2 separate regions of the Triticum aestivum genome follow, and region 2 is linked to region 1. Evidence: chromatin contacts called from public Hi-C data. All regions are on one chromosome and are shown on one strand. The core of a region is the stretch at or near the end of the contact, and the rest is flanking DNA. Distances in the headings are between cores, read along the strand shown.

Region 1 (6,960 bases), core at 2,927-5,426:
ACAGGGCCAAACAAAGACAGCATGGAACCCGGTCCCCCGTACATTCATTCACTCGTTCATTCAACAGCCAGCCTCCATTTGTGAAGCTGCCGGCTAATCTTCCATAGCTTCCCCATACAAAGCTAGTACTATCATTCAGAAGAGGTGAAGAACTGAACATGTATCTCTGATAATTAATTGATTGATCGTGGCAAAAAGTACAAGGCGAAAACAAGTATTATCTTCATTTTTTTGAAGGTAAAGTCTGTCAACAAGGAACAAAGGACCACCCGTCATCTAGGCACCCACCCACCCACCCAACAGGTTTTTGATTTCTTGTTTCTTACAAAAGAATTTCGACGGCCCGAAAGAATAAAAGCGTCTCCCAGGCTTTTTTGTTGTTGATGATGATGATCCAGAGCTATATCTATCTACATTCTCCACATTTCAGTTTGTATGCCTCAGACCCCCACCCTAGGGCAGGCAAGGGATCAGAGAGAGCGAGCGAGCTTCCTCCTGTAAGCATCACACAAGCATCAAACGTTGCCTCCCTTTACAGAGGGCTCCTCTGATGCCTGCAAAGTACGAAAAATAACCGCCGTCGTAACGATCTTCGGTTGCTGTAAAAACATCACTCCACTTGCTCGCCGATCAGGTCGAGGCCCATGACGAGGAAGGAGACGCCCTGGAACAGGAGGAAGTAGAAGTGGATGCCCTGCGCCGACAGCACGCTGCGCGCCGCCGCCGTCAGCAGGAGGAACGACAGCGCCAGCTCCTTCCGGTAGATCCTGTTGTGCTTCTGCTTCTTCTTGGGGGCGTCCTTTTTGGGGAGCGACGAGTCCTTGGCCGCCAGCCCGGCGAGGTCCGGCGCCGACCCGACCCGCTGCTGCTGCTGCACGGTGTGCTTCTCGACGAGGGCCACGAGGTCGCCCTCGGAGGACCGGCCCGACTTCTTGGTCACCACCCACTCGTAGGCGCTGCCGAGCTGGAACAGCCCGGAGATCATGGCATTGAACTTGGTCACGGACATGGTGTTCTCGAAGAGGAGGTACGGGACGATGAACGGGAAGGACTTTGGGGATGGCAGGATGCTCATGATGGACATTGTTGCTGGAATATAGCATACGACCCATGCGGGAAGCTCGGCCTCGGGGACGAACATTGTCATGGGGAGGATGACGCAGAAGAGGGTGAATGAGTAGAAGGGCAGGATGAGCTTGCGGAGGAGGAAGAATAGGAATATCAGGTTGCACTTCTTCCAGAATCCAATCTGCAGCACAAAGCAAGCAGCATTGTTAGGCCAATTATCCATACAAGCATTAGACTACACACCACAAAATGGCGCTAGAATACAATCAAGGGGACAAAGATAAAAACAAAAGATGTGCTGCCATGAATTGTGGATATGTCAATACTTCTACTTCAAGTGAACTGAAAAGGATTATTGTGGAAATTGATGGCTGCTTGAGTATAAAGGAGCAAATGTAAATAAATTAAACTTCGTCAAACAATTATACAAAAGCATTTTACTTGATGTTTTAACCTATAAATCCAAAACATGTTTCCAGAAAACTACATTTTACTGAATAAACCATGGCTGGACATTTTAACTTTCATAGTGCGTCATCAGAAAACGTCTCATACCTTGGATTTTATAATGTCCACAAAGCAGAGTCTAAACAGCTGCATGGGACCTGAGTGCCACCTGTGCTGCTGCTTTCTGTATGCTTCATATGATTCTGGCAACTCACATTGGCACTGAAAGGAAAGTTACAAAAGTTAAGTTTTATGACTCTTTAATCTCTATGCAAAGGTCAACTCTGCATAAGTCATAGGGAAATTTGTGCCAGTACCTCGACATCATTCAGGTAGAGGAACTTCCATCCCTTGAGATGTGCTCGGACAGCAATGTCCATGTCCTCCACCGTTGTCCTCTCCATCCAGCCGCCGGAGTCTTCAAGAGCCTTGATTCTCCACACTCCGGCAGTCCCATTGAACCCGAAGAAGTTGAGAAATGCTCCATTCACTTGCTGCTCCACCTCGAAGTGGAAGCACAGATTTATGTTCTGTAATCTAGTCAACAGGTTCTCATCGTTGTTTACGAAAGACCATCTTGCCTGAACCAACCCAACATCGTCCTTCCCCTGGAGGTTGCACATTGAGTTTTGTCAGAGAAACATAACCGATAGGATCGATTGCCAGATAAATGAAGCAGCGATACAACTACATCGGTAAGAATTGTTCAGTCGAGTCAAACCTTGAAATGGGGCATGGCGCGCTTCAGGAAATCCGCCTGTGGCTGGAAATCAGCATCGAAGATGACAACGTATTCATAGTCCTTCACATAGCTGCAGTTCATTGCTGATTTCAGGTTTCCAGCCTTGTAGCCGTCCCGGATCACCCGGTGCCTGTATACTATGCGCACGCCCTCCCGCTGCCATTTCTCAACCTCCTCCTTGATGAGCGCCGAAGTGGTGGCATCATCGGAGTCGTCCAGCACCTGCACCAAGAAGTTTGACCTTGGCCAGTCGAGAGCGCAAATTGCGCCAATGGATTGCTGGTAGACCTGCAGACATCCAAATGAAATAAGTTACTAACTGAATTGGACTGGTGTTCTTTTACAACAACAAATTACCCATAAGATTTTCCCAAAGGAAGTGTACTAGTAGTTGATTGAATTTTAGTATATTTTCTTAGTCACTTCCCAAATTAAGTAGTGCGCTATAGCTTGACACTTTGATCTCCAATCACATGCCTCCTCAATTATTATCTGGTGACCGGTGACGACAAACTTCTAGTCCGAGATTTGGATTAATGAGTGTGCCTTAAAGAAAGTAGAGATGATATGAATCCCAACCGCAAACCAAATTCGGCCTTTTGTAAAGCAAATCACGGAGTTTGTTGTTGTTGGTGTGAGATTCATATGAAGTACGAACACATCAACGTCAGAGAGCATCAGAGTTGTGGTTGGAGAGCTCGGGACAAAGATCCGAACAAAATGTAGTCTACACATACCCAGACGGTAGCATCTTCCCCACTCTACCTGAACTGGAATTTAGGCTGTCCTATTCGTATCATGGAGCTCCAATTGCAGCTCAAGATCGATAGGGGAAGAAGCAGAGTGAGCTTGGGCTTACCTCTCGCTCGTTGCACATGGGCATCTGCACGAGGACCATGGGGAAGTCCTCTTCGCCGGCCTCGACGTCGTCCTTGTCGGCGGCGATGGGCACGGGCTTGATGCCCCTGAGCTTGATCCAGAGGCAGCCGAGGCAGAGGATGAGGCGGTCGACGCTCTGGATCATGAAGAGCACGACGCAGGAGTTGGTGAGGAACTGCAGCGGCGGCGCGATGTACTGGAGGCGGACGCGCATCCAGCCGGCGTAGGCGGCGGCGGCGAGCCCGTCGACGGCGAGGAGGCCGTCCATGGCGAGCTGGCCCGGCATCTCGGGCATCTCGGGCATCTGGAGGTGCCAGCCCTGGAGGTAGGCGGCCACCTCGACGGCGAGCAGCAGCATGGAGAGCACGACGAAGAGCCTGAGGCAGCCGTAGAAGCGCGCGCGCAGGGCCGTGCTCTCCCCGGGAGCGGCGTCGCCGTCCGTCCGGCCCGCCGCCACCCGCCGGCGCGCGGCGGCGGCGACGGCGAGCGCCGCGGAGGCCGCGCCCGTGAGGCGCCCCGCCGCGCGGTGCGCCTTGAGGAGCAGCACCCAGGTGATCTGGCGCGCGTTCTTGCCGCGCCCGGCCTTGCCGGCCGCCAGCCCCGCCGGCGACCCCGGCACCGCCTCCTGCTCCATCTCCGAAATGGACCAGTTGGGGTTCTCCATCTTGACCACCACCGGCGTCCCGCCGCCCCCGTCGCTCAGCCTCGCCTCCCTCCCCCAGAACGATGGCGCCATTGTTGCCACCCGACCTCGCCGACCTCCGACAGACAGCAGCAGCAGCAGCAGCCAAGAACTCTCAGCCAACGAAGAATGGCGCTTCTTCCTGCTCCTCCTCGGCGCCGCTTTACCCGCTCATAGAGGGCAGCAGCTGGACACCCTTAATAGCCCCCTGGAGGACGGACGGACGCACCCGCCAGAGCACGCAGAGCAGCAGGCCACGAAGGGGGGAGGGGGGAAGAACAGCTCACCACGTCGCTCGCTCGCTCTCGCTCAGGGATACGATACGAGCTCCCCCTCCCCCGCTTTGTTTATTTGTAGCCTCGTCCGCCCCTCGCCACCGCCGCGTCGACCCCCCCTACCGCCCGACCCGGCCGAATAAAAAACGCTTCTTTGGCGCCCCGAGACGCGCACAGGCGCACACACGACCGACCCGCCCGCCCGGCCGTGGTGAACCGAAACGAGCAGCGGAGCCGGTGCCGGGTTTGGATGGACGCTTCGCCGCTGCTTCGGAGCCGAATTGGCGTGATGAGATCAACGTGCGTGGGCGCGGTACGTAGCGAGGCCAAGGAGTTCGGCGCACGTCGGTCTATTCGTTGCGTGCGGTTGGGCTGCGGCCTGGGCTGTCGCCTGTCGGTGCCACGGCAGCCGGCGCGCGCGCTCTGGCCGGCAGCTTGCTACGTGCTGCATGGTGCCGCGCCGGTCAAAACGGCCGGGCGGTCAGGCTCTGCTGACGAGCACCAGGTGGGGAATTCGGGGTGCATGGGGGCGGATTACGGGCCAAAAGTATTGGGGAAAAGGGCAAGAAGGCTGAGATTAGATCTGCGTACGGGGCTCCACTTGGCTAGAGATGGGGACAAATTGAGCCAGCATTCCATTAACAAACGTAATCCGTGGTAAGCAACAAAAGGGAAAGTGATCGGCCGAATCTCTGAATACCGGGGACAGGATTAGTATCTGCAACTAAACAGACAAATAGATAAGCAAACGTGGAGAAGATTGACACTGTTTTGTCTGCAACATTTTAACACGGGGAGTGCTGGAGGTACGTGCAAACTGGCAGGAAACGGTGGGTTAGAGCAAGTCTAGTAGAGCCCTCAAACCCTCAAACCCCTAAAAATAACCGTTTTTTTTACAGTTTTAGCCGAAAAAACGTCGTAGACTAGAACCTCTAAACCCTCAAACCCGTAAAACAATTTAGAGGTCCAACCCTCAAACCAGTTTGCAACCTGTAGAAGTAGGGGTTGAGAGGAAAATCTCCCCCCAACCCGCACTCCTCTTCCTCTCTCGCGCGGGAGGAAACTTCCTCCTCCTCCCGCCGCCTCCCGCCGCCTCCTGCCGCGCCGGCCATGGAGGGACCCGCCGCCGCCGCGCCCGCCCGGCCCGCCCCCGCCCCCGCCCACCCGACCGTGGCTGACATGGTGGCGGTGACCCACGTCGGGGCCAAGCGGCGGCGGGCGGGCCTCGCACCTCCTCCTGCCGCCTCCCCGGCTCCCGCCCCGGCCACCATCACCGCCCCGGCGCCTCCCGGCTCCCGCCCCGGCCAGCAAGAAGAGCCGGACGAAGGCGCCATCCAAGGTCGCCCCGGCCGTGAAGATGCAGCGGAAGAAGCGCGCGGTGCGGAAGAAGGCCGCGCCCCCGCCTGCCTCCGTCGCCGAACCTCCTTTCGTCGCCGTGGCCGAACCTCCTCATGCCGCGCACGAGGTGTTCGAGAAAATGGCAACCCCATCCTTGTTCATGGACCTCCTCCAAAACGCGGAGGTGGACCTCGGGGCTCCGCCTCTCGAACCCTTTAGGGTTGGTGATGACTTAGAGGAAGATGAGGAGGATGAAGGTGATGACGAGGAGGAGGTGGCCGAGATAGGGGAGGAGGCATTCACTGCCGCTTCCCACCCACACGCGCGGTCGACAAACTACACCGAGGCGGAAGATATCCTCTTGGTTCGTGCTTGGGCAGCTATGGGAATGGATGCAACCACCGGCACCGATCAAACCGGTAAACGATATTGGCAAAGGATCTAGGACACCTATTGTAGGATCAAGCCGAAGAATAGTGGGTTCATCTCTCGCACTTACTGGTCGCTTCAAGGCCGGTGGGAGTTGATCAAGCCCGCTTGTGCTCGTTGGAGTGCGGCCATGGACCAAGTGAGGGATGCACCACCTAGTGGAGCCGTGGAGAGTGACTATGTGAGTACATATTTCTTCACTATTTTGATTATGTGTGTGTACTATGCTATTGGTGGGTTCTTATGTGATTTATGTGTGGTTGATAGGAGACAATTGCCGGCATGAGGTACAAGGAGATGGCCGCTTCCAAGGGCAAGCCATTCCCATTTAAGCATGCTTGGACAATTCTTCAAACCTTTGACAAGTGGAAGTTAAGGGATCAAGAGACCGCACCCAAGAAGTCGGCAATGCTTAGGATGGATGATAGTGAAGATGAGGAGGAGAGGAACTTGGGCAAGCCCGAGGGAACCAAGAAGGGCAAGCTAAGGGTGAAGATGGAAGAAGAGGCGTCAAGCCTAAGGGAGAAGATGGACCACATGATTAAGGCAAGAGAGGAATTGACAACGAAGACATTGGAGACGAAGCTTCTTATCACTGAGAAGAAGAAAGAGGTCAAGCTTGCACAAGTTGAAGCAAAGCGTGAAGAAGCAAAGCGCAAGGCCGAGTTGGAGGAGAGGATGATCAAGCTCAAAGAGGAAAAGGTATGGAAAGAACTCATGGTGGAAGAGAAAGAGCACATGATGATGTACAAGAAGGACATGGATCAAGACCAATTGCAATGGTGGAAGGACTACAAGGAGGACATCGCAGAGAGGAAGAGGATGTTCCGTGTTGCGTCCTCTACTTTTCGAGGTGACACTCCGATGAGTAGTTGTGGCGATGGCGGTGTGTACGACTCCACCGGTGCCCATGGAGATGCTTGATGGATCCCGCATGTGGTCTAGGAGATGGCGCCGAGGTGCAACTTTTTGGTGATGGTGCCGATGAGAGGAGGAAAATGATGATTTTGTGATGTAAACTATTAAACCATGCATCAATGATTATCATTTGGTAGTTTGTTTGGAAGTTGATTGTGTTTTTTTGTCATAAATTGTGAGAT
Region 2 (6,960 bases), core at 2,605-5,104, 410 kb before region 1:
GGCGCCCCAAATACACCGCGCGAGATAGCGAATCCGACCGCGCGCCCAACTCCTTATAGCGGCTGTTGGAGATGCTCTAAAGTTTGTATCTTCTTTCTGTACTCATGGTAATCGGTCATGTAATATGGCAGCTCATGTTCTGGCAAAATCATCGGAAAATGATCCTGGGTCATGCTGGCTAGTTTAACGAAGTTTCTGAGATAATCAGGACCATTGTATGTAATCAACAATCTCTGTTTGTATAAATGAAGCTGCCATTTGATCGCGTGTACAGTTTGCGACTTCCCTTTCACTCGCCCACGCCATCGTAGTGATTGACACGGCTGGTAGCAGCATCAGAGAAATCTTGCTTGTCTTGTGCCCGTTGACGTTTGTGTACCACGATTTTAGTGCATCCTTCATTCACACTGCGCGGGCAACAGAAGTTGCTCTACACTCAGGTCTCAGATCATGTCTGCCATCACAAACGGGGAGTCGACATCAATCTCACCGCGTGCCCCGACCCGCACAGCGATCGCATCCACTTCGTTGGAGAGTGAGCGGTACATGGCCCTGGCGTGCGTCAACACGGCACGCAGGTCACACGTTACATCCAGAGCGACAGCATTCCGCCGGGATCGCGTCTGCGCGCCCGTCGCCGCCGCGCTCACCGGCCGGTGCGGCGGGCTCCGCGGCCACGCACGGCCCGGCCGAGACGAGGGTTTCACGGCCGTTTCTCCCCGCACCTTCACGATGACCAGCTGGGGATGGCAAAACTTGGGAGCTTGGACCCTACATACGGTTTTGCGTCTTCTTCTTCCCACACGGCAGCGCAAGGAAGGCTTGCCGACAGAGGTGAGGTGAAACGGCTGCCCGGGCAGTTTTTGGACGAGCCGGGAAGTAGGCGGATCTCAGGGCTTCTTGGTGGCATGGGTCTCACGGAACTCTCCAAAAATACATGCGATTTATTATTGCCTTTGCCATAACTAGCATATTCCCCCCAAAAGAGAAGAGGTAATATCTATATCTTCCGTTGGTTCGCTTGAGAATTTTGTTACATGTAAATGCATTTCAGGAAACAGCGTTGCTCAAAACTGCAACTTTTTTTCCAGAAAAGTGTACTTATAGTAAAAGAAACACTTGAAACTAGCGCTGCAATTTTTGGAACCGACTCGGATGGTATAAGAAAATCAACCTCGGCCGAGTTAAATGTAGATGGGCCGTTATATATCTTACTATGCTAGTTGTTTAATTGTCCAAGTCAATGTAAACCATGTTTTTGATGAGATTGTTATGTTGCCGGCGTTGTACTAAATAGTTGGTGATATTTATTGCAACGATTGTGTATGTGTGTGTCATGAATGACACCCTTGATGATATAATCCAATATTTGCTACAGCAAGGGAAAAAATTGAGTGCCCATCTGTGAGTCTTTTATGACTTGATTAGGTTTCCAAATTAAGACACAAGTCTTTGATTCTCGCCACATTTCAGAAAAGGGTGGCTTTAGCATAGTTTAGGATACTGGATATAGCAACTTATTTTCCAGAAAAAGTGTATCTTAGTAAAACAAAAAAGAACTTGAGGTTGTGTGTTTCACTAAATTGACGTTCCATCTTTTAGAATCAGACTTGGATATAAGAAAAAACCAATCCCAATCAACTTAATGTGGATGGACCCATATATCTTAGGGCTTACGCTAGCTGCTTAATTGTCTAAGTCAATGTGAACCATTTTTGGGCGAGATTGTTATGTTGTCAGTGTCGTAGTAAATAGTTGGTGATACTTATAGCAACATTTGAATAGTACGTGTGATGAATGGCACCCTTTGATATAACCCGAAATCTATTGCAGCAAGACAAAATTGAGTTCCCACCTGTGAGTCAAGTGTGATTTGATTAGCTCGTCAAATCAAGATACACGACTTTTCTCCACTGCCTCCTTCAATCCAAAAAACTTGGTTGCTCTATCGCCCTAACACACTTCTTTCCTTCTTCTCGAACCATCTCTAGCACTGAAACCCCACGTGTCATTGGCGTAGAGACCTAGACGGGCCTCTCCTTATCCATTTTCCTCCGTTATGATATAATGTCTTCTTTCTCATAGTCCGACGCCCTTACCTTCTCCCATTCTATTGTCGGTTGTGGTTGCTGAATCAGCACCACCTCTTTGCCACAACCTCTCGTTGTCATTTTCATAGTCTTAGCATTGATCAACGCGCCAGCTCATCCCAGCCCCACTCCATCGCATCCTACTTGAACCACCACCAGCAGTGAAAAACCACTAACCGTTATTATAAGTCCAGGTGGCGTATGGACCTTACACCCCGAAGAACACTAACCTTAAACCCCAGCTATCATCGGTGAATATGTCACGACTTCCGGAGAAAACGAAGGCGATATCAACAACCTATATCACGAATCAAGAGGATTCCAAAGAAAAATGCTATAACAATATACAATACACACGCCCATGTTTGATTCGTAATCACATCATTACAATACACAAGCAGTTAAATAATTTATAAGCTTTCTAACCTGCCTTGTTCCCCCCTCTCCCTATTCCGCCCTCTCCCTCTCCCTCCGCATTTCATGTCCTCCTTCCGCTTTTCTCCTACAGGTTTTTGCATGAAAGTTGTCTCAATTGCCCCACGTCTTATCGGTTTGAGTTTTATTTGATAAGTCAGCAAGCAAATTAAATTGCCAACTATTTTTGATACGTAACAATATAAAAAGATTCAACAAGCACATACATCCATTTTTGACCCGTAATCACATAATTACAATACACGAACAGTTAGTTATCTACTACTCCGTCCCATAATATACGATGTTTTTTGACACTATCATAAAAAAACGTCTTACATTATTGCATGGAGGAAGTAGCTTTTTCGAGTCCAGAGGGTCGCCCTTTTCTGAACCGAAACAAAACGTTTTCCTACCCTAGCCGCCACCAGGAGGCGACTAGGGAGGCGATCTCTTTTTCCACCGATCTCCACTGCGAGGGCGATGGCCCCCTCTCCTCCGGCTGCTGCTCCGGCGGCAGGAGGAAGGGGGGACCTGTTCCTCCGCTTTGTAGTTATGGTTTGGATTTGTAGGTCGTGGTGCGCCGTTGGGGTGATGGGAGCGGCGCCCGGACGAATAAATCCGCCTCAACTTCCCTCCCACACCGGCGGTGCCCTTCATGGCGGCGTCTCGGAGTTGATGGCATCTTGTGTTTGTCGATCTTTCAGATCGGCGGCGTTAAGGTTCATGGATGGTGTCGGCGAGGCGGCGGCGGTGGCGACTCCATCAGGTGTGTCTCTCCTACTGCTCCGTCCCCATTGTTGCGGCGTTGTCTTCGACGTCATAGTGGAGCAGGGAGGTTTTGTCATCCAAGAGTACGCGCAGACGCTTGTGTATGCAAGTGACAGCTGAAAGATGGTGCATCTTGTGCTGGGTCTATGATTGGAGGCTGGTAGTTCTAGTTTCCTCCTCCGACGCCGTAGTCGTGCGGGGGTGTCAGTTCTGAAGTTTGATGGCGTGTCCGGGGACACGTTCCTCCAGTCTGATTCTTTCAAGGGCAATGGTTTTGTTTCAGGCAAACTACTTTGAAGGTCCGTAAAGCTGCTGATCAGTATGGAGCCGCCTCGAGCTGGGGTGAAGAGGTGATCTGCCTTTTTTTAGTGGAGAGGGATATGCGCTGGGTTTTTCATAGGATTATCCTATCTTTCCAGTCCTGTAATGTCGATGTTTACGTGGCTTGTAAGCGAATTTTTATTTTATTAACGAGACATGTATTACTAGAAAAAAAAGTTCGCCCCTTTTGCATAACTTGCTCTTTGCCTGCCCCTAAATCAGTTGGGGGGTCGGGATCCCCAGATACGTGCAATAGCTTGGCTTGACTTCTCCTTTCGCCGTCTCTGTTTTCCAGCTCCTCATGCACCTCACGCCGCTGCCTTTAAAGCCAACCGCACCCTCCCAGACCAATTTCCACCGCGTCCCTCTCGGCTCAAGCCCCCCGCTCGCCACAGCTAGGCCCCTTCCACCTCTCGCCCGCCCGGCCGCCCCTCGCCGCGCGCGCGCTCCCCGAGCCACCATTCCGCCCTCCAAGAACCGCCGGAGCGACGCAAGACAGGCGGGCCAGTCGCGCCCGCGTGCGCCGGCGCAGCCATGGCGCGTTCTTGCTCCTGCGCCCTCCGCCTCCTCTTCTTGGCGTCCCTGCTCCTCCTCTGCTCCGCCCCGCCGCCGCCACCGCCACCGCCAGGACGCGGGAGCGCGAGCCCCGCGGAGCTGACGGCCGCCGACGAGGCGGTCCTCGCCAGGATGTGCAACCCGCGCGCTGGCCCGCGCCCGGCGTGGTGCGAGGAGCTGCACCTGATCAGGCGGCGCGCCCTGAGGGGAGGCGCGCGGCACCGCCACGGCGGCCACCACCGCCACCACCAGCAGCAGGGCGCGCCCGCGGTGCCGCTGCCCCCGCCGGGCCGCGACGAGGTCGACATGCGCTACGGAGTCTCCAAGCGGCGCGTCCCCACGGGCCCCAACCCGCTGCACAACTGAGGCGGGCCGGCGACGACGGCGGGGTCAGTTCTTGGTTTCTTGGACGGATCACCGGCAGGCGGCCGACTGGGTTCTTCAGCGAGGAAAGGATCGATCGTCCTCTCTTGTTCCTGCTTTCCGCGGCGGCGCACCCGCTCGACTGCCCGGCCGGAAAGGACTTACAATGGAGGATCGATCGATCGACGCCTGCCTGCTTGCTCATACATCTCTGCGTGCCAGTAACATAGATATAGCATATGTATAGGCCAGTTCTTCTTCTTCTTCTTCCTCCTCGGAATTCTTGGTTCTTTCGTGTCATTTTTGCTCTAGTCTTGTAGCATAATTTCGCCGTTACCCGGCTCGCGCCATCAATCAATGCAAAGGAAGAAAAAACCGCAAGTTTTTGCGCCGCCGCCGACGTGACGTCCGCTCGATTGTCAATTTCTCACTGTGGCTGACGGCGTGGACACCGGCGCGACGCCATGCCATTATTTTTCTTCTCTTTCACACGTATCCGTTCCGTTCCGTTCTTAAACAGAAAGAAAATGAGGTCAGGCTTGGCGTGCCCTGTATCTGACCACCAGAAGACGAGGTCATCCGTGGCAGCGTTTTGCACTGTGCGCTCTCATTGCCACGGCCGCGGACGGCGTCGGCGGACGGCGGTCGGCGGCCGGGCCGCGCCGCTGGGGTTTAATGTGCGCTGCCCCTCCCTGTGACGGCGAGGCAAGGTTGGAGGAGGTTTAATGGCGCACCACCGTCTGTCTGCCTCCGTCTCGGCCTTGCGTTGCGTGGCATTAATTTCGCTCGCTCGTGGTTAATTTCGATCTGCATTGCGAAGTTACAGTGGAGTAATTTTGACTTGTGATGATGACTTCATTCTGCCTTGTGGCCGTGGTAACTAACTTAACTACCTGGCCTGGGTCTGACAGGGATACGGACACGCAGTGAGGCCTCTGACTTTGTGAGTAGGACAAGTCACGAGTACTACTGTAACTACTAACTACTGTGCCCACGTGTAGTGGTGCTACACCGCTACCGTTTTCAGATGTGAAAACGTTACACATACGTGCATTAGAGAGAGACCAACATTTCTCCGTCGCATTGCCATTGCATTTTTTTTTTGAAGTTACATTGCCATTGCATTTACCCGTACGTGCTGTCTTCGGTGCCAACTGCCAAGGCTCCATCTTTCCTTAAATGGGACATTTATTACCGGCGACCTCCTGCGTCAACAGATGATGCATATTCTCTCTAAAAAAAACAGATGATGCATATAGATCTGCTTAAAAAAAACAGATGATGCATGTAGATTGGCGAGATAGCCAAATAATTCATGTTTATTAAAAACTCGAAAGCTAAACGTTGAGGTTGAGCCCATCAACAAAAGTGAAAACCGGAGTAGTACCAGCCCACTTTCTAGCCATGAACCGAAAATGATGTACACGTACGTCTTACAACAACTGATGTACTTCCCCTCAGGATTGTGTAAAAAAAAAATTCCCCTCAGGGAAAAAAACTGATGTACTGCTACGTGGTACAACAAGGCTGACTGCGGTACACATGATAGGGTACCCAACAAGCGGCAAACCAACCTGTGGTTGGATGGAGGGACAGTGGTATCCCGAGCCCACCAGGGTTCAAGTCCTTTCAGGATTTCCGGCGATGCGCTTTCAGTGGAAGGAGACGTTTCCATCGACGGTGAGGCGCCTACGGTGACTTCGTAAATTTCGAGATGATATGCCGGCTCAGTCTCACGAAGGTGCTCATAATGATAGGGTGTGTGTGCGCGCGCGTTCATAGAGGTGAGTGTATGCACGTATGTACGAGCGCTTGCGTCTGTGTTAGAAAAAACAAGCGATGTACGTACGTACGTACGTGCTGGTTAATGAGGTAACTGTCTGCCGCGTGAACGTGGTGCATTGCAGCTCCCGTGTACTTCACTTCACTCCGCGTGTGCCGGCTCATGGAGGCAGCCCCCGTGCATTTACTCAGCGGAAACTGGATCGGTCGGGCCGCGGAGTAACTCCCAACCGACCGTGCATATCATCCCAATCTTGTGCCGTCGCAGCAGTTCACTCGTCCGTGCCCTCCGCCCGGGGGCCGGCCAACGAAAATGTGTACTGTCAACTGCAACAAGATGCACACAATGGCAAATGTTTCACTGTATCCTGGCCGATCCTAGCTTTCGGATCACAATTTTCTATTGAAAACTGTAACCATTTCGTCGTACTACTATATAATCTAGGTAGTAACTAACTCTATACACGCATTCTGCAACAATGTGGATAAATCATCTATTACAGCAGCAGCCAGTGACATTTCATTTCTTGACAAAACTATGCACAGCGCAGCGGTTTCTGCGGTACGTATCATCGCTTCCTTCCGGAGACGGTCTTCTTGACTGCGCCGACGGAGACCAGGAAGTCGTCGAGCGACGAGAGGGTCTTCATGTCGTCCGGCGGGA

Evidence for each region. Hi-C and Micro-C count contacts between places; a contact is called where the count stands out from the background.
Region 2: a contact with region 1 is called in a Hi-C map of leaf, with 5 times the contacts expected there. The contact joins the promoter of LOC123096057 here to the promoter of LOC123139847 in region 1. A contact is called at or near these places in 2 of 5 Hi-C or Micro-C datasets (leaf and root) and 1 of 1 datasets of contacts at active chromatin or transcription factors (leaf).

Annotation. Positions count from the first base shown.
Region 1 is chr1B:580,656,587-580,663,546 of IWGSC CS RefSeq v2.1, reverse strand. It overlaps LOC123139847 (probable xyloglucan glycosyltransferase 7), which reads right to left and starts at 4,176. Exons shown (of 5, transcript XM_044559547.1): 1 at 3,117-4,176; 2 at 2,237-2,545; 3 at 1,833-2,123; 4 at 1,624-1,737; 5 at 150-1,249. The coding sequence starts at 3,872. The coding sequence ends at 611.
Region 2 is chr1B:581,062,626-581,069,585 of IWGSC CS RefSeq v2.1, reverse strand. It overlaps LOC123096057, which reads left to right and starts at 3,854. Exons shown (of 1, transcript XM_044517651.1): 1 at 3,854-4,908. The coding sequence starts at 4,131. The coding sequence ends at 4,517. LOC123139866 reads right to left here. Exons shown (of 6, transcript XM_044559562.1): 6 at 6,644-6,960. The coding sequence ends at 6,866.